2 separate regions of the Callithrix jacchus genome follow, and region 2 is linked to region 1. Evidence: chromatin contacts called from public Hi-C data. All regions are on one chromosome and are shown on one strand. The core of a region is the stretch at or near the end of the contact, and the rest is flanking DNA. Distances in the headings are between cores, read along the strand shown. Region 1 overlaps RARB (retinoic acid receptor beta). Region 2 overlaps RARB (retinoic acid receptor beta).

The links. A called contact is a pair of places that touch in the nucleus more often than the background predicts.
Region 2: a Hi-C map of skeletal muscle shows a contact between it and region 1, with 4 times the contacts expected there. The contact joins two enhancer-like sites. A contact is called at or near these places in 2 of 3 Hi-C or Micro-C datasets (both in skeletal muscle).

The regions. Positions count from the first base shown.
Region 1 is chr17:63,815,609-63,822,021 of calJac240_pri, reverse strand. The region is part of intron 6 of RARB (retinoic acid receptor beta); the gene reads right to left. Among named protein-coding and RNA genes, the nearest start is that of TOP2B, 240 kb to the left of the region's middle. Within about 2 kb of position 2,006, at least 2 of the 16 cell types and tissues checked have an H3K27ac peak or open chromatin away from gene starts, as enhancers often do. A contact at or near this core is called in skeletal muscle, where this site is marked.
Region 2 is chr17:63,981,487-63,987,575 of calJac240_pri, reverse strand. It overlaps RARB (retinoic acid receptor beta), which reads right to left. Exons shown (of 13, transcript XM_078354410.1): 11 at 1,990-2,194; 12 at 1,009-1,167. Among named protein-coding and RNA genes, the nearest start is that of TOP2B, 74 kb to the left of the region's middle. Within about 2 kb of position 3,390, at least 3 of the 16 cell types and tissues checked have an H3K27ac peak or open chromatin away from gene starts, as enhancers often do. A contact at or near this core is called in skeletal muscle, where this site is marked.

The DNA.
Region 1 (6,413 bases), core at 757-3,256:
GAAGCATAAAAGATAAAAGTGATCAAAATGAGTTCTAACAAACGTAGTAAAGTTAATGGAACCGGTAATTTACTTCCTTGGAGATGTGTGTCTAGCTACCTTTTTCAGCTTTCAATTTGTAGGCATTAACCGTGATTTTTTTTGTAATAAAATGGCAACAATGGTATTTTAGCTCCACAGCACCTCTACTGTAATATAATGTATATATAATTAAAATGCAAAGCAACAGAGAAATGTTTCATCATTAAACTGTAACCAGCGTACTATGTGAAATCATCCATTGCAAAGACTTGTTTTTCATCAATTATTTGTTATTTATCTGATGTAAATATAAAAAGGACTAATTAAAATGTATGCTTTTATACAGCTTCTTGTCATTAAAGCCAATGAAAGCATTCTCAGGACCATAATGAAATAATTATGTTTGCCTTTAAGAATTCTCCTCAATAACACATGGCAGTACTGAGCTAAATTAAAACATCAGAACTGAATTTCGATGCCTCCATTTCCATTTTAGTTAATTAAACCCCCAAGCTTTCCAATAGACCAGACCCTAAAAAATCTTTTGAAGCTGAAATGGCCCTCAGATCATCAGCCTTTTTATAATTATGGACTTTGATGACCTGACAAAGGTAGTGTAGCCGTTGAAAGCTTTAATATTTTTGAGAAGACAAATTTATTACATGAGGTCTTCATTTTCTCTGGAAATTGGAAAAAAATTGGGATGTGATCCACATCTTCTCTTCCTAGTTAACTGATGCACTCATCTTGTTTGTTCTTTTACCTGCACAGTATTTTGAATTTAGCTATTTTTTTAACTTGACAAAATTAATCTGTGATAAACAGTAATTTATCAATAACAAAACAAACATTCTACTAAACATGGGTCAAATTAGGACAGATTCTTTGCTCAATACTAAAACTTAAAAAAACAAGGAACTGTTTTTAAGACCGCAGTAAAGAGAATCTGTAAATTTTAAGCAATAAAATCCTTCTGTTTTAATTTCTCCTTCTCCAAACCTCAAATCAGATACTTTGGAAGGCGAAAAATTATAAAATAAAAATAAATCTGAGTTTAAGACAAAGGGAAAAAGGAAAAGGGGGAAGAAAACTGCTAAGTGGTTTCAGGCCTGGTGGCAAACGAAATGGCTTCAGCTGTGTTGTCATCTGATGCAGATGGGGGTGGGTACTTTGTACTTACAAAAGTAAATAGGAGACCAGGCTTGGTGGTTCACGCAGTAATCCCAGCACTTTGGGAGGCCCAGGTGGGTGGGTCATGAGGTCAGGAGATCCAGACCCTCCTAGCCAACATGGTGAAACCCCGTCTCTACTAAAAATACAAAAATTGGCCAGTGTGGTGGCATGGGCCTGTAGTCCCAGCTACTAGGGAGGCTGAGGCAGGAGAATTGCTTGAACCTGGCAGGCAGAGGTTGCAGTGAGCGGAGATCCTGCTGTGTCTGGCGACAGAGTGAGACACTGTCTCAAAAAAAAATAAATAAAAGTAAATAGGAGTACCAGGGATTAACTCTGACAATGTGAATTCCCTCACGTTTTGTTCCATATGGAGAGTTGGCAATGTTTGTGAGTGGATATTTGGTGATCGCTGGATAGACTGTCTAATGAGACATCAGCGGGAAATTGTTGACAGCTGGGAAAAAAATACCTATTCTACGACAATGTCAAATTGCAATTATAGTCTCAGAATCCACTTTTATTAAACCGCTTTCTTCCCCGCAGTTTTTCTTTGTTCCCTTTAAGGAAATCTGCTTTTGGAAATCAGGGACATCAACACCCACTCGCAACCCTGTAAAAATCAGCTTTCTTCTTTCTCCCTCCGCTGAGCTGGTTCAGTTCTTCAACTGCTGGGGGAGGACCAGAGACTCCTGAAACCCCTGAGCCCTGACTACAGGAAATGCTTGGCCAGGTGGGGTCGCCTTGCTGACGTCAGTTCCTGTTATCCTCGCCTTATCGCGGGGGGGGGGGGGGTGCAGAGTCTTATCTCACTAAATGGGCCCCTTGTAGCTACCCCACCCTACAAGGCGGTAGAAAAAGCAAGTCAGCAGTTCCATTGCCTGTTTGAATTCCCATCTAAGACGCTCTGAAAGCTCAAGACAAAACGCCAGCAGACTTAGGCTCTCCTGCTTCCTAGGTAGAGAGAACTTTTGCAACTTTAATTTTCATTCACTTAAAGGGGTTTGGGGAGTGGGATGGAACAGAAATCATGCTTTTTAATGATGGGGTAAGGAAGCTGCGAATGAAAAGAGGAGAATTCAGGGCAACATATTGACTGATGAGGTTGTGTTATTAGATCTTGCAGATGGGGCAGGTTATCTCATCTCCTATTTAACAAGAGGTACTTAGGCCAAGCCACTTACAAGCAGGATACTGATCAATCTGAAACCTGAGTTAACTCTACTCTTCTCCCTCCATCACCCCAGCTCCAACTTTTTAAGAAGCTGGCAAGGGCTGATACAGATTTGTTCATAACAATTTAATTCTACTCCCCGCTCCCCACCCCATCCACGTGCACACAGGTGCTAGAGTGAGAACCATAGTCTAGTCCGTTTTACAGGGAATGCCTTCTATTCACAGATCTACAGTTTGCTACGAAAGGAATTCATGTTAATAGGAATGATCCAGAAACAAAAGTCGATCTTCAGACATAATGAAAAAATTAAGCTGTGAGAGCTCTAGTTATATTGACTATAAGAATCCAAACAAAGACTTTCTGTGTCACTCCTGGGTTCGAGGAGCAGCCTAGGAGATGTTGTAATATTAAATATCTGGCATATTTCAATGATTTATGTGGGAACTGTGGCAGTATATTTTAAAGTGGGTTATTCTAGAAAATCAGAGATATATGATTGCCATAACTACCCCATAATTTGAAAGGCAAGATTCCATCTATGTTAATATCTTTGGAAAGGTTTCAGCCAAGATTTTTCTGATTAACCTTCATCAAAAACTCCCATTTCCGAAATAATCTATTTAATTAATAGTTAACTGAATTTATATTAGAACATATAAAATATAAAAATGTCATTTAAGGATAAATTTATGGCATTTACACATAACTCAAACTCTATAGAAGATTCTAAGATGTTCTAAAATGAACACTGCATTTATTGTTAAAGTCCTGAGCAACTTGAAAAGAGTTTTACATTTTGCATCTTGATTTTTACCTCTCCATCTTCCTCCCAAGGAGTCACTTTCTAATTTAAAAATTCTCAGCTTTTTCTAAATTATTGATTTAAAAATTATAAATTCCTTGAGAGCAGAATTTATAATCTTGGTTATTTATCATGCATTTCCCTTCTTAGATGGAGTTCAGTGATATTTGTGGAATGTGTAAAGGAGAAAACAGATTTTCTTCTTCACCTACCTCAGGGCTTAACCATATGTTGAAGGTAAATGATAAACATCTGATACCCAGAAGAACTTTCTTTTATTCTTATGCTTTACAGAAAAGTGCATGACAATACTGTCGGGTTGTATACATCAGCATAAGTCTTCAAGAAATGAGAAGGAAACTTCTGATTCAGGTCAACTAGCCTATCAGAAATAGCCATTCTGGTCATTTATCTATTAAGGAAAAAAGACCTGATTGAACGAACGCAAGGGCTTTACATTATGGCTGGCAAATCAAATTCTAACTAGAGCTTCCAAATTAATTCCATAGCTTAAGTTTAGGCAAACAGATGTCTACCTCTCCTACTGTTTTGTTTTTTGAATCCATCTTTTTCTGGCAACACAATTGAAACTCATGCTTTTTCTTTCCTGAGTTGCACATCAGTACTGACTCCCTTGTCAAATGTACCAATTTATCTGCATATTCACAAGATGATTGCTTTTTTTCTACAAGGAAGGAAAACTTTATGAATCTTTCACTTGTTTTCAATCAACCCAGTCCTGCACTCTCTTTGCGATTTAAGGAAAAGTCCCTCTTTTCTCTTCTTTCTGATGGTATTAGTTACCACGGTCATGTGTCTGAGAAGCAGAAAATTATGTCCTACTTTAGAAAAACAATTGGGCCTTTTCACTGAAATATTTATTCAAAAGCCCATTCAATTCATACGGTTGCTGTCAGTCTTTATTTAGTCTTTCTTTCAGAGGGTATCTTTGATTTTGCCACTTTGACCCCAATTTATATCTCACTAGGAGAGGATTTAGATAGTGTTTAATACTTAAAATTTAGGTCCCAGGGCTTTGAAAAGAGGCCTTTTCTTATTCCCTAATCAAACATCACTACCGTTTGTTTTTAAAATAATTTCTTCTCATTAATGGGCAAAATCCTATTTCAAAAAGAAATATTTTTTTTCTTTTCCCTTTTGATGTGTTGAACAGGGAGAAAAGACAGGGTAAAGGGCCAAGAAGTTGTCATACTTGTGATTTCACCAAAACAACTATATTTAGACCACAAAATATTAAGATTTATCCTATGCCCACTGAACAATTAATGTTGAAAACATCTGGAGCAGCCTAAAACCAGGATAATCCAGGAGGCATCTAAACAGAAATTTAGTGACTCCTATACCTTCCGGGGGCAGTCGTCAATCCTAACACTTACACCACATTCCCTTAGTAGCCCCTAATCCTGACTTCGAATGCTTGTAACAAGCAATTCACAGGCCCCACTACAAATGGCAGCTGGCTGGCATATCATTTTTCTGCCTTTAAAATTAAAAAGAAAATAAAGGGAATATTTTAACACCTTTCAAAGTGAGCTTCTGGTGGTGTGCTCCACGTTCAAAGGTCTTACATTATTTACTATGCATACACACACACCATAAAAAAAAAAATCTCAAAGCAGAAAATAGTTTGGGTTGGAATTTAATACTTTTTCTCTTTGCCCACTGTTTCCTCTGTGTTAAAAGCACAAACAGATCTGCTTCTCGTCAAAACAGCCATTAAATAAAATGGAAAAGGTTGTGGTTTTTATGTTCTTACTTACACAAACGTAACCCTAGTACGCTTTTATTTCAAAAACCCTAAGCTATACATACCACCCTGAACCAACACTGCGTGGCAAAGACATTTGTTAGAATCTTTTTTTAACAAAAAATTTTAGTTTTATTTATGTTAAAAAAACAAAAACAAAAACCTTAATCGCTGGAACTGACCATCACAAAGTGGTTTATGGAGGATAAATCAACTCTGCAAGGGCACAAGCAATATTTACATTTTATTCATTTAACCTAAAGTTGGGGGTGTGGGATTCAAACTCTTGTGAAATTGACCACAATAAGAACTAATTGCCCTGCTTACAAAAATAAGACACTGGAATTTCTGAAATCCCTTTGTCAAACGCCTTTATTTACTTTGTCTAATGCAAGTTTCTTTCATTAGCTAAACTTCGCTGTTATCAACACTTCTTGCTTATCGGCTAGTTTTAGGCGAATGACACATTCACCGCTAGCTCTCCCTAGATAAAGCAAATCCCTTAACTTATCCAAGAACAAACAAAGCTTTTCCCCCTCCTCTTACAACAGGCATGTTTGGAGGGTTAATTACAAAAGGAAGACTGTCTACATGTAAAAACTCTATTAGGTCTAATAACTTTTGGCAAGGATCCTGAGCGTTTTTTTCCCTTCTGTTAAAAAATGTGTTTCATTACAACTTTCTCTAACAAAAAAAAAAGTTTCAGAGAGCCCCAGTCCCTGGGATTCCAACAGAAATTGTTCATACTGTTTTAATTGCTACAAAGAGGACAGGTCTGAAAGGTCTCCTCTTGGATTAGAAAATTATTTTGTAACACTCAAGTTTCTTTGAGTTCTCCAGAAAGATTACAGGCACCAAAAAAGAAAAGGCATTTGGGGAGCAGCTGAAGATTAAGTCGCCTTCTGAAAACGATATTCTTTTTGCCCTGCTTACGGCTCTACAAAATGTTAAGTCAGACAGTCAGGCCGTTGGCATCAAATGGTTATTGATTTTCAGCTACAAACCTGTTGATTTCCTGGCCCAAGAAGCAAGTCTTTATCCTTAGGAAAAAGTTTCAGAGAGGGCAATTTAAGTCTGTCATTGTCCCCTCTCTCCTTTTTCTTCTCTCTTTAGCTAAGCTACCATGTTATTAGGAAAACTCAATTTCTTCCAGTTAAACTTTGACCTCTTTGAAAACAAAGATTTAAAATGTCATTTTCAGGCTAATGCTCCAATGAATTGTCAAATAAAGTACTAAAAACATTTTGATAGATAGCTGAGCCATTTATCTAAATCACTGTCAGGGCGGTGAAGCATCCTGCAGGCTCTCACTACAGCCACCCGAAGGTGGGATTTTCTGGGACTTCTGGCCATTTCTCAAGCTTGCAGCCAGGCTACTGTTGACCAGATGCGTACCTCGGCACTGTGTCAGCATCAGATAACAAAATAGTCAATATTTTTTTACAAAACTGGGCTACCCCACTTATATTTCCTTT
Region 2 (6,089 bases), core at 2,141-4,640, 160 kb before region 1:
TGAACTGTACAATACCGATTACTTCTGTAACTGCAGTCAATTCTATTAGATATCACTAGTCTAGTTATCTATACAGAATGACAGTATTAAGTTAAACAGCCTCATTTTTAAAAATCAAAGATACCATATTCACAACTACATGGGTATCTGCTGTTTGCTTCTGCTCTTAATTGCATGCCAGGATGAATTCAGAATGCTCATCGAGGAAACCTTAGAAGGAGCTCAAGAATTAAGACTGCTTGTTAAACAAGCTCCCAGTGCATTTAAACACTTTCTGAAATACAGAGTTGATTCCTTGGCTAGCAAAACCTTCAGAGGCAGTCAGTAGTCTGATGGGGAAGAAGAATGGCAATAGCCCATTTGGTACCAGGGATAGCTGCTGAGTTGTCTCTCTATAGAAAAACCTTTCTCTAACACTCAACAGTGATATGGCTCTAGGCACCTCTATAATTGCTTGAGTTGGTACATAAACAGAAAATTACTGGGCAAAGAATATTTATCCCTCTTAGGAATGCAAGAATTCCTTTGCTTAGAAGTGTGCAGAAGGAAATCTGCCTGTACACAAGAGAGCAATGGCTAAAGTGATGGAGAGAAACTTAACCATTAACAATGATCCTAAGTACTATTCATTTTTCTTAAGGTTTGGATGTTTAGGAAAAACTGGAGTCAAGGTTACATAAACCAGAGATTAAATGTATGAACCTAGATATTTAATTAAATGTATGAACTGGAATTAAATGTATGAACCTAGAAAATTAGCCTGTCATATAGTACATTCTCTTGAAAACCATGTTTTTCTAATCAGCCATGAATTTTAAAGCTCTCAATCATTATTAAGATCATTTAATAGGGTAAGACTTGAGGTTTTCTCTTTAGGGGGGAGTTATTTCCTTTTGATTTCAATTAGAAAAAGCCAGTAAACATCCTGAATTGAGGAATAAAGTGACACACCTGGCAAGGTGCTCAAGTCTGCGTTGTGACCATAGTACAGAGCGCACAAAGACATACCTTTAGCACTGATGCTGCGGAGATCTGTGATTTTCATTAAGATCTTTGGAAACATGTGAGGCTTGCTGGGTCGTCTTTTTCTGATATAAATTTTTAGTGCTTCCAGCAATGGTTCTTGTAGCTTATCTACTTTTGTTGGTTCCTCAAGGTCCTGGCGGTCTAGATACCAGGAATAAAGTATTAAACAAAATCAGGATTTCTGCCCTTTTCCCCTTTTCCTTGTTTCCTTATTCCTACTAGTATGATGACTTCATTAATTTGGTAATTCAATTACATACACAAATTTGCAGACTTAACGCAATAGCTTTAAGCAATGATACTTGATTGATTTAAAAAAAAAAAGCCCCCCTCCCCCTTGGTAATCTAACATTTTGATGGCTGGTTGCTTTTGTCCCAGGGAAAGAATTACCTCCTGTGACCAGAAGGTGTCACTACCGAACTGAATTAAAACAAACCTTGAGCAGGATGGTTATTTTAGCACAAAGTAAATCTGCTTCTTAATTAAAGCCATTACTTTTTAACCACTTACGATTCAGCCTCCTGTGGACCAGTAGGGGTCACTACGAAGAAGAAACCTAAATTTTATCCCAGTCCTCCAAGGGTTGGTGGGAGGGCCCAGCCAAAAACTTGTATGTCTACCCACTAAATAACAGCACATGCAGGTCCCTTGTCATTATTATAATGTCCCCAGGCAATTTATTTTACAGTCGTCTGATCCTGCCTTTAAGAAAAAACAAAATCTGTGGTGATTGGAGAAACAGCTTTCTGGGATTTCTTTCTGAGCAGAAGGATTCCCAAATACCATTATTTAATTTGTAACAACATGGAAAAATACAGTGAAGCCAGGCACGTATGCCTGGCTTTATCACATCTTTTCCCAAGGAAAAACAACTCCAAACGGGAAATGAGGGATTTTTCACAAATTACAAGTATAAACTGTTCTTCATGGAATTTCATGAGGCTTTTCTACATAGTTGGTACCTCCACAGATTAAGCAGATGGCACTGAGAAGGCCTGTTTCTGTGTCATCCATTTCCAAAGGCAGGAGCTGGTTGGCAAAGGTGAACACAAGGTCAGTCAGAGGACCAAATCCAGCATTGTGCATCTGAGTTCGATTTAGGGTAAGGCCGTCTGAAAAAGTCATGGTGTCTTGTTCTGGGGTATACCTGGTGCAAATTCTAAGAATCTGGAAGGGAAAAAAAAATGATGGATGATCTAAGCCAGCCTGTCTTGAAGACATCAATCAGATGTAAGCAGGAAATAGCTTGAAGATTTCCAAGAAGCTCCTATATCACATGGGCACTCTGCCCCCTTTCACACGTTGAATGTTTTCTTTAGGTCTTTTATTAAAAGACTACAGAAATCAAAACTCAGAGGCTAAAGTTATTTAGGAAACACTAAACCAGACAAAAGAAATTTTGAGAAATACCTTTACATTAAAAGTAGTTCATTATTCAAATAAACATGTACAGAGTGCCTAGTTATGTCCCAGGCACTATGCCAGGTGCTAGAGATTAAAAAAGACGAATAAGATTCTATTTTTTTAAGAGCTTACAGTCTATAATAAATAAATGACAATACCTATTATTCATTAAATGCATAGTATATATCAAGTTTTGTGCATACTCTATATTCAATCTTTCAAGCAGCTTGGTAAAGTGAATAGTATTATTATTTTACAGATGAAGGATTTAAGGTTCAGAAAGGTAGGTGATGTGCCCAATGCCACATAGTTAACATGTAAATGGATCTGACTCAAACCCAAGTTAGGTTCTCTCTCCCATGATGCCTCTGGTCACACAGTTACACAGATAGCTATAATGCAAGGCACATGAGTGAAACCAGCAAGGTACTAGAGTTCAGAAGAAGGAAAGCTCAGAAACAGCCAAGAGGAAGTCAAGGGCAGATCCACAGAGAAGAGGTGGCATTTCCACCAAACCCTGACATGAAGGCAGGATTTATATAGGCAAAAAGCCTGAGTCACTCTGCCAGAGTCTCCCAATCCCACCCAGTGTATGCTTGACACATACATAATCCGGTCGGCTCCGTGGGGCACCAGCTACTAAGGAGACTCCTGCTCACTTCGCTCTGCCTCTAGGCCTCACTCAGAGCAAAACAAACGAAAAATGCCTCACTTCAGTAGATACTCCATCCTGGCTCATGCTTCGACTGCTCTGTTAACCTAACTGCTGGTAAGGAGCTCTGCATTCCAGGGCACTTCCCACCCAGAACCACGTTTCTGCTGACCAGATTTCCATACTTGACTTTTCCCTCTGAAAATGTTTCCAAGCTGCTTGAAGCCTAGAAGCAAATCCCACCTGGACAAAAGTGAATAACCCAGTAGGCTGAAGAAGTTGAGAGTTTTCCCCAGACACTGGAGCTCAATTTGACTGGGTCTAGCCCTGGAAATGTCCACCTCAGCATCACCTACAGAAGGGCAAATGTGATCAGAAAGGCCTGCATTCTTCCTGTTATATGGCCATGTGCAGAGAGGAGGGGCCTCTGAGGAAGACACAGGACCCTGCCTAGGACAGAATTCCTTGTAGGAAAGCGCTCTCCACCCTGCCCATATTCCCATCAGGGATCCTAGAACCAGAACTGTCCAATCTCTCATCTCATCAGGGAAACACTGGGGGCTTGGGACAATGACACTTCCCATGGTGAAGACAGTCCTTTCTGACTGGTGGTGGGTCCACAGAGCCTCACACCCACTGGACTGCAGGAACCACGATGGGACAGGTTCACTGCAATGGTCACATGCTTTTGTGTTCTCTAAATCTCCAAGAAGGCAGTGACTTGGGAGCCAGCCTTCTTCCTACACAAAAGACTGCAGTGTGGTTTGGAGGAAGGCTCTGGGACGCCCTGTGGAGGGCGCGCAGCGCCTCTGCTGGTATATGTATATTTCAAGTCTGACTTCAGTGACTTATTGGTTAAAACGCTGAGAGGAAAATTGTGAATGAGTAGCACTCCTCATCCTTAATATACAACAATAGCTCATGTTTTATCGATCACCTACTATGTACCAGGTACCACACTAAACACTTTAATGTATTATTTCTCTTATCCACCCGAGTTAAGTGTTACTATTACCCCATTTTACAGATGGGGAAACAAATGTGAATAGCTTATGCTAGGTTACATAAGCCAGTAGAATGATTTGATTTAGGCTTTTTCTAGAACCTGTGCTTTTAACCATTGCTCCATAGCTGCCTCATTCTCTCCTCATGCCAATACCCAAACCTAGACACCTCTCTAAAATTATTCTTTAGCCCAGTACCAATTTCGATATCAGCCTTACTGGGCACTTCTGGGCAGCACAAAACTGCACAGCTATTCATGGTGGCCTGCCTGGTGCAGAGGAGCGCAGAGCTTGTGGCCTGGAAACAGAAATGTCACTTTATATTGGGAGGGGTGGTAGAGGTATTTAAATCAGGACATGTCCTCAAACTTCTTACTGTTCCTACTATATGATCAAGTGACACCATGAACTAGCATCTGATTGTTAATGTGTGTGGTTATCAAAACACTACCACGATCTCTCTTCATTGGATGGGTGATCATTTTCACCTCCCAGATACTTGCCCAGGGGCCTCTCTGAGCCAGCCCAGCCATTTCCTCTGTGTTCCCAATTGGTTGGCTTGTTTCAGTTCATCTTGGTTGCTGATGGGGTATGAAGCCATTCCCAGTGTCAGAGCAGTAAAAAGACCCAGAGGTCACTGGGCATAAAGCCTCACATTTCCCCTGAAAGCCCTGGGAGTTAAAATGTGGTGCTCAAGATCACACAGGCAATGGTGCTGGAGCCCAGAATACAGGTCTTCCAATCCCCAGCCTCATGTTCCTTCGACTTCCTGGAGGAACAGTAGGAAATACTGCCTATGTGGGAAGTTATTAGCAAGTGACTGTCAAAGTTAGCACTTTGGGAGGCCAAGGGGGATGGATCATCTGCAGTCAGAAGTTCGAGACCAGGCTGGCCCACACAGTGAAACCAGGCCTGGTGACACACACCTGTTGTACCAGCTACTGGGAAGGCTGAGGTCAGAGAATCGCTTGAACCAGGAAGGGGAGGGTGCAGTGAGTTGAGACAGTGCCACCGCACTCCAGCCTGGGCGACAGAGAGAGACCCTATCTCAACAATAACGAAGTCAGTATGCCCAATACTGATGGGCCCCAAACCCCCAGACACGTTTCTAGTCTGGAATCGGATGGGCACTAGACAGGTCTTTGCAGCTTTAGCATGCTGCCAAGAAAGGAATGCATGAGATCTGTCCTCTGCAAAAATGAAAGAATCCAGAGATACGCTGGAAAGGAACAGAAGACGGGGATTCAGGACTTTGCAAATTGCCAGTAACTCACTTAGAAATCCACATCCAAACGCAGCACTCAAATGTTTCTAACTATTCTATCCAAAAAAGTTTTCCGCTCAAAAGTTAGGATGTATTTAGATTCAGATGAGGCATTTGAACTATGTTCTGTTGCCGCTCTTGCTAGGAAGTTCAAAGCGGAAACCAAGTACAACTGGTACATCCAAAGCCGAACGCACATGGCCTGAGAAGGAATGTCTTTGGCTCAATGTCTTCTTCTATCTGAGGAGCCTCCATTCCCTGCCCCTACCCCAGCCTGAAACAGGATGGGTCCCATGTGAAACAGGCACCCCCTCACAACTCCCAGCTGGTCCTGTCTCTGGAGGGAACCCAAGTCGTTTCATTTTGTCACATTAAAATCAAATGCCAGCGGCAACCACCAAGTACTTCTCCAGGATTAAAACACTCTTTGTTTAGAAGGAAGGGGGCATCTATCTGGAAAGACCAGCATGCCGGGCCCACGAGACGGGTAAAAATAACCTGGCCAAGGCCACCTCCCCAAAGCGGGGCCCTGTCGGACAACACGGAGCTCTCGTTGGTGGTCAAACTTGATCCTCCTCGGGGCAAAAAGAACCTTCCCTCCTTGCCATCAGCGAAGAGAGCTGTGCATCTCTCTACTGCTTTTGATGGGAGTGCGTGTTCTGTGTGTCTCCTGGGGGTGCTGGGGGACTGCTTGATAATGGAATCCTGGAAGGATCTGTTGATAGGGGACCCCAGAGG